2 separate regions of the Astyanax mexicanus genome follow, and region 2 is linked to region 1. Evidence: chromatin contacts called from public Hi-C data. All regions are on one chromosome and are shown on one strand. The core of a region is the stretch at or near the end of the contact, and the rest is flanking DNA. Distances in the headings are between cores, read along the strand shown. Region 1 holds the start of rgcc (regulator of cell cycle). Region 2 overlaps vwa8 (von Willebrand factor A domain containing 8).

Region 1 (2,823 bases), core at 165-2,664:
GAAAATAGAAAACTGGGTATAAGTCTTTATCATTTTTTTTCCATTCAGTTGAGTGAAGAAGAAATGGGGTTACAAATAGAATTTCATATAATATAGTTTTATTTCTATTCCCCCCCCCCCCCCCCCCCCCCATTTTCTCACCAATTTACACAGCCAATTACCCAACCCACTCATTAGGACTCCCCCTATCACTAGTGATGCCTCAACACCAGGAGGGTAAAGACTAGCATATGCCTCCTCTGATACATGTGAAGTCAGCCACCACCTCTTTTAGAACTGCTGCTGATGCAGCATTGCTAAGTAGCATCACAGCGCTCGGAGGAAAGCGCAGCGACTCGGTTCTGATACATCAGCTCACAGACGCCTTGTGCTGAGCGACATCACCCTTTGGAGTGATGTGGGGAAAGGTAGCTGATGCAAATAGAATTTCAAGAAAAATGAAAAGGCAAATCTTCTCTCAATTTTCAGATTTCTCAGATTTTGTGTCTTGTAACACAAATCTGATGTTATAACCCAACTTGCAAAATGCAAAAATGGAAAAATCAGAAAATAAAGAAAATAAATTTTCCTGAAATTACAATTGTGAGGGGCTGAAAAAACTAAAATTGGAAAAATGGATAACCACTTACTTCTTGTACACTGCACTACATTAAAAAATGAGTTTTTACTTCTCGAACAGTCAGAAGATTATATTAATAAGCGTTAAGTTACACTGACCAGAAAACGTTCTACCAACTAAAAATGTGTTAGCTGGGTAGGTTAGTGAATATGAAGCACAACAGCAAGAGCAGCAGCAGCTTTCTAAGCCTCCTCACAGTCTCCAGTACAGTTAGTTCTTTTTTACTGCTAATCTTATCAGTGATATCACTGCATGTATAATCCTCTCAGGATGAGTGTGTGACTATCTGTGAGTAACTCAGCAGCACTCACTCTCTGAGTCGCTGATGCCGCTGTCACTGACGCTGGCGCTGCTCCTCCTCTTCATGGTCTTGAGGTGCTCGTCGTATCTGAAGTGTCTCTTCTCGATGGGGGAGGTGAAGTCCTCGATAACGGCGTCGAACTCGCACAGCACGGCGTTCAGGTCATCGTCCTCCTCCAGAAAGGCTGGAAACAACAGCAAGAACAAAGTTTAACACTTCAGTATACCTTAAACTGAACTAAATATATGTATGATAAACTAAACCTGTACAGGTCCTAAAGCTCCACCACGAGGGTGGAGAAGTGCCCTACAGCTCACTACTGAACTCACACTTGCTCTGAGACTTCATCTTTGGAGACTTCATGCTGGGTCAGGTAGCTGCTGTCTATCCCAGAACTATTCCAAAATAATGATCCAAATCAGTAAAAGTGTCGCTCGTGCCCCCGCGCGCTCTCCGCTCTGAGCTCTATACGCACTCCTGCTGCAGTAAAAGCAGCCTGAGCGCTTTTAAATCTTCCCCGCCTCCCGCCGGTGGGCGTGGCCCGAGGCGGAGGCGTGGGGAACGTGAGGTAAACTTCAGCCCCGCAGCCGGTTTTAGCTCCTTCTTCACACAGCGTGCCGTCATTTCTCCTCTGAGTGTGAGTAAACTGAATAAACATGCAGCCCGTAACATACAGTTCCTCTTTATTTATAATCAGGAGTCCACCCTGCCCTCACATACCTTACACATTAACACGAGGTACAGTCATCATCATTCACACAGAGGAAATAAATATATTTATATGTATTTGTGTATTAATAGACAAATATATACACATATTTTATTCCCTGTCTTTATTTTAAAACTTTTGACTTATGTAAACATTGTGTAATATTGTTAGAATTTCTTTGCTACTGTGTTTGCCTTTTCTATACCTTGGGCTACAGTAATATGTGAAATTTGCCCTGGGATTAATAGTGTCTTATAAAATACATTTGGACACATCTTAAATTCAGTGCCTTGTAAACATCTGCATAGTAGATTAATACTTAAGTCATCCAAACTATAAAACAAAACATTTGGATTTATTTACTAAACAAAAACGTGTTAAACAAACCAGAACCTGTTTTAAATTTTAGATTTTTTGGCTGAATTTTCTACGTCATCTTTATGAGGTAGAGCCACCTGGAAAGGCTTTCAGTTAACAGCTGTGCTGAACTGGTCAAAAGTAAATTACTTGAATTTCTTGCCTTTTAATGTGTTTGAGAGCATCAGTTATAACTTAGTCATGGTATACGCAGTGAATAGCCTGATTGAGTAATGTTCTAATCCATATTATAGCAAGAATTACTCAACTAAGTAAAAAAATATATATAAGAATGAAGGTCAGTTTATCCAAAAAATTTCAAGGACTTTGAAATATCCTCAAGTGCAGTCGCAAAGACTATTAAAAGCTTTACGATAAAACTGGCTCTCATCAGCACCGCCTCAGAAAGGTTTACTACATGATTCTTTGTGTGTTCCTTCATAACAAACATTGAATGAGAAGGTATATAATCTAAATGTATGCCCATATATATTTTTTCATTTAAGGGAGGGAGGGACATAAGTTTTAAGTGGGAACTCCGGGACCACATTAACTCAATAACATTTATATAAAAAATGAGAAAAAATATATTTTTTAGTCCATACTAAAGGGCTGTTCATTCGTTATTTTTTCCAACAGTGTGGGTTAATCTGAATAGAAAACCAATATAATAAAATATATTGCTGTTCTACAGACTCTGTTTAGCCTACAGCGCGAGAAGCCTCTCCTCTATAATAGTGAGTTTGTAGGGACACCTGCTGGTTTGAAACAGTAACTGCATTTATGATAGAAATACGTTTTAGAATGCAATAGGTTCTCAAGACTTCTTGCATCTTC
Region 2 (2,823 bases), core at 217-2,716, 44 kb before region 1:
CACATTTGCATTGGTAATGTTTTTTTCTGGGGGGTTGGTTTGGGCTGTGGGGGGGTCTTTTCTCTGTGTCCGACATCCAGGCTCCAGAGGACCCTGCCGGCAGGACGTTCTTTTGTAGCCATGGACACCAAGCAGATCCCTCAAATCCTACAACAGATCTTCACCTCCACCATGCTGTCCAATGCCTGAGCAGCCCCATCTGAAATACTGCCACCCATACTCCACTCTGGATCTGGGTGGGCGTTCTCCTGACCTGTACTGACGTCAAGGCCTCTCCAGCACTACACGTTCCAGTTTCTGCCACACAACTGTTTATATCTGCAGGGGAGGCTATGATGGTTGGGTTGGCACATTTAAAATTTTAACTGTTAATTTTGAACTGCTTAAACTGTAGCCGCATAAGGCATATTATCCAGTAACATCCTGAAGTAAAAAAAAGAGGTTTAGTCAAGACTGTTCAATGATTCAATAATTTATTGATGTGTTATATTAATTTACTGCTGTTGCTGTTAGTTTACTGTTGTTGTTTTTGATAATTTGCTGCTGTTAATACATTGAATTAATCTGGACTGTTAATGTGTTCATTCTTTTCATTTGTTTGGTCTATCAATCTAAAACACAGCATTCATATCCAACTGTAATGTCTGACCTTTCACCCTGTTATAAGAGATCAGTATTGCGCAAGCCCTGGTGTTTATCTGGGCTTTCCCAGGAGCCTCTCCTCACCTCGTGATTGCAAAGTGGACACATCCTGTGAGGGAGAGGCTGAGGGAGAGAAACATCCCACCCCTCCTTCAGTCACCCACCCCTGAGTATGTCCCATAAAGCTCTCCTTCTCATCTAGAGAAACAAGAACCTCAAGTGCAATTTTACACCACGTTCCTGAGCCACGCCACCTCCAGTGTCCAGCAACGTGCTAGCTTCAGTGCACCTCATCATCTTATCATCTTTCACACCATGAGAAGGAAGTGATTGACAGCGTGAGGCATGAGTCTCTTATGATCTGCCTGCCATGAATACTTTACTTGGCGCTTGGCGTCGGTGCAGGATTGGAAACAGCAGTTCACGTTAAAGGGAAAAGCAGCAGCAGCTCACTCACTTCACTAGCCAGATAAAGTGTGTGTTGTTTTGGCAGACAGAGCTGAGGGTATTTTTACCTCTCTGGATTACATCCCTCTGCATGTCCTGTTTTTTTAATGAACTTGAGCGAGCTTTTTTTTTTTTTTTTAAACCCCTCCACTTCCTGTCTCCTCTGACCTGTTGGCTTTAGCGGTCGGCAGTAGCGGCGCAGATTGGAATGTTGCCACCCTGACCCTTGGCATTCCCCACATGACTGCATGCACTACTTCATTGCCGCCTGCGTAGGTCCCGCAGTCCCCTCCTCCCCGGCCCAGAAATCCTCGGCTCTTTCGGGATGCGTGTGTGTTTCCTGTGCGTCCTGTGCTCAGTGTATGTCAACAGAGCGGCCCTTTTCCTTCCTGCGCTGCTGCTGGATGCTCTGAAGCCCCAGCCGGGCCTCCACGCACCTCTCCACATTTCTTCTTCAGGAGGGCCACAGGATTCCAACTCTTAGGCTCCGGCTGCACCACAGTGGTCGGGTGTTGCTGGGGAGAAAGTAGGATTGTAATTTATAGGTGCTGGCCAAGTAGTTGCTGTGGAGAGAGAATGAGAGAGAGACAGAAAGAGAGAGAGAGAGACAGCAGGTGGCAGGAACAGGGAGTGTGTGTGTGTGTGTGTGTGTGTGTGTGTGTGTGATGGAGGAAAAAGATGGATTTGGCTGCTGGTCACGTGTGTTTTCATACAAAACAGTGGGTTGTGTGTAGTGGAGCAGCTCTGCAGTGCATTTAAGGGCAAAAACCCAAAGAGGAAGAGAAGGAAAATGTTTGTTAGTGTGTGTGTGTGTGTGTGTGTGTGTGTGTGTGTGTACAAACATCTGTGGATAAGCCACTACACTTGCCAAACGCAAGCTGAATTCATTAGTCACTATTCTAAGACTACCACTGTTCATACTTCATAGTAACTGCATAGATTGGTTTAACTCTATACAATGCATTACATTCTTCAAGATCCACTCAGATGTTTCCAGAGATTGTTTCATGGATGTATGATGTGCTTACGTACATGGTCATATCCTGTGATTGTAAAATGGTCTGTTAATAGAGATTAAATCAACTGTCTACTGAGAATTTTAAAAAAAAGAGATCAAATAAAGCTTCACAATAAGCACTGTTGTCTTCACTTGACCTCTGGGAATTAAAAGGAAAAGGTGGGAAATATGACTGGAGCTGCATTCTATACCTTTTCATCTTTAGCAGCGCCCTGCTGACTGTGTTATGTTTGATATTTGAAGCACAACCAGTATTTTTCCTCTACAGTTTTTTAGTATCAGTGAAACTAGGAAGAAATGCCAGCAGGGACAAACCAAAAGTAGCAGGTACAAGTTTATTTTTACACTTACATTAATATTTGAAACAAAATAAAACATTCAGCATCACCTTTCACGCTTGGTATCAGTTAACTTACTGTATTTTTTGCACTATAAGGTGTGCACATTTTACCAGTCAGGTTGTAAGAAGCAGTTTCAGTTTAGTTCTCCAGCAGTATTAGCATTAGCTGCTAACCGCACTAAGTGCTAGCTCTTTGGCTGTCCAGAGGGTGAGTATTATCGGGCTGTAGCCTGCTGCTAACCCTGGCTAGCACTGGTGAAACAACGTTAGCATTAGCCGCTAACCACAGTGCTAGCTCTTTTGCTGTTCAGAGGTGAGTATGTCAGACTGTAACCTGGACATTTACCATGTTAAAAGAAGCTACGTGGGACAAACC

What was found. A called contact is a pair of places that touch in the nucleus more often than the background predicts.
Region 2: a contact with region 1 is called in a Hi-C map of muscle, with 5 times the contacts expected there. The contact joins the enhancer-like site here to the promoter of rgcc in region 1. A contact is called at or near these places in 3 of 3 Hi-C or Micro-C datasets (blood and muscle).

The regions. Positions count from the first base shown.
Region 1 is chr11:27,773,152-27,775,974 of AstMex3_surface, reverse strand. It overlaps rgcc (regulator of cell cycle), which reads right to left and starts at 1,414. Exons shown (of 5, transcript XM_007251701.4): 1 at 1,250-1,414; 2 at 931-1,104. The coding sequence starts at 1,283.
Region 2 is chr11:27,817,129-27,819,951 of AstMex3_surface, reverse strand. It overlaps vwa8 (von Willebrand factor A domain containing 8), which reads left to right. Exons shown (of 45, transcript XM_022668571.2): 45 at 81-2,198. The coding sequence ends at 189. Among protein-coding and RNA genes, the nearest start is that of rgcc, 44 kb to the right of the region's middle. Within about 2 kb of position 1,466, the one cell type or tissue checked has an H3K27ac peak away from gene starts, as active enhancers do.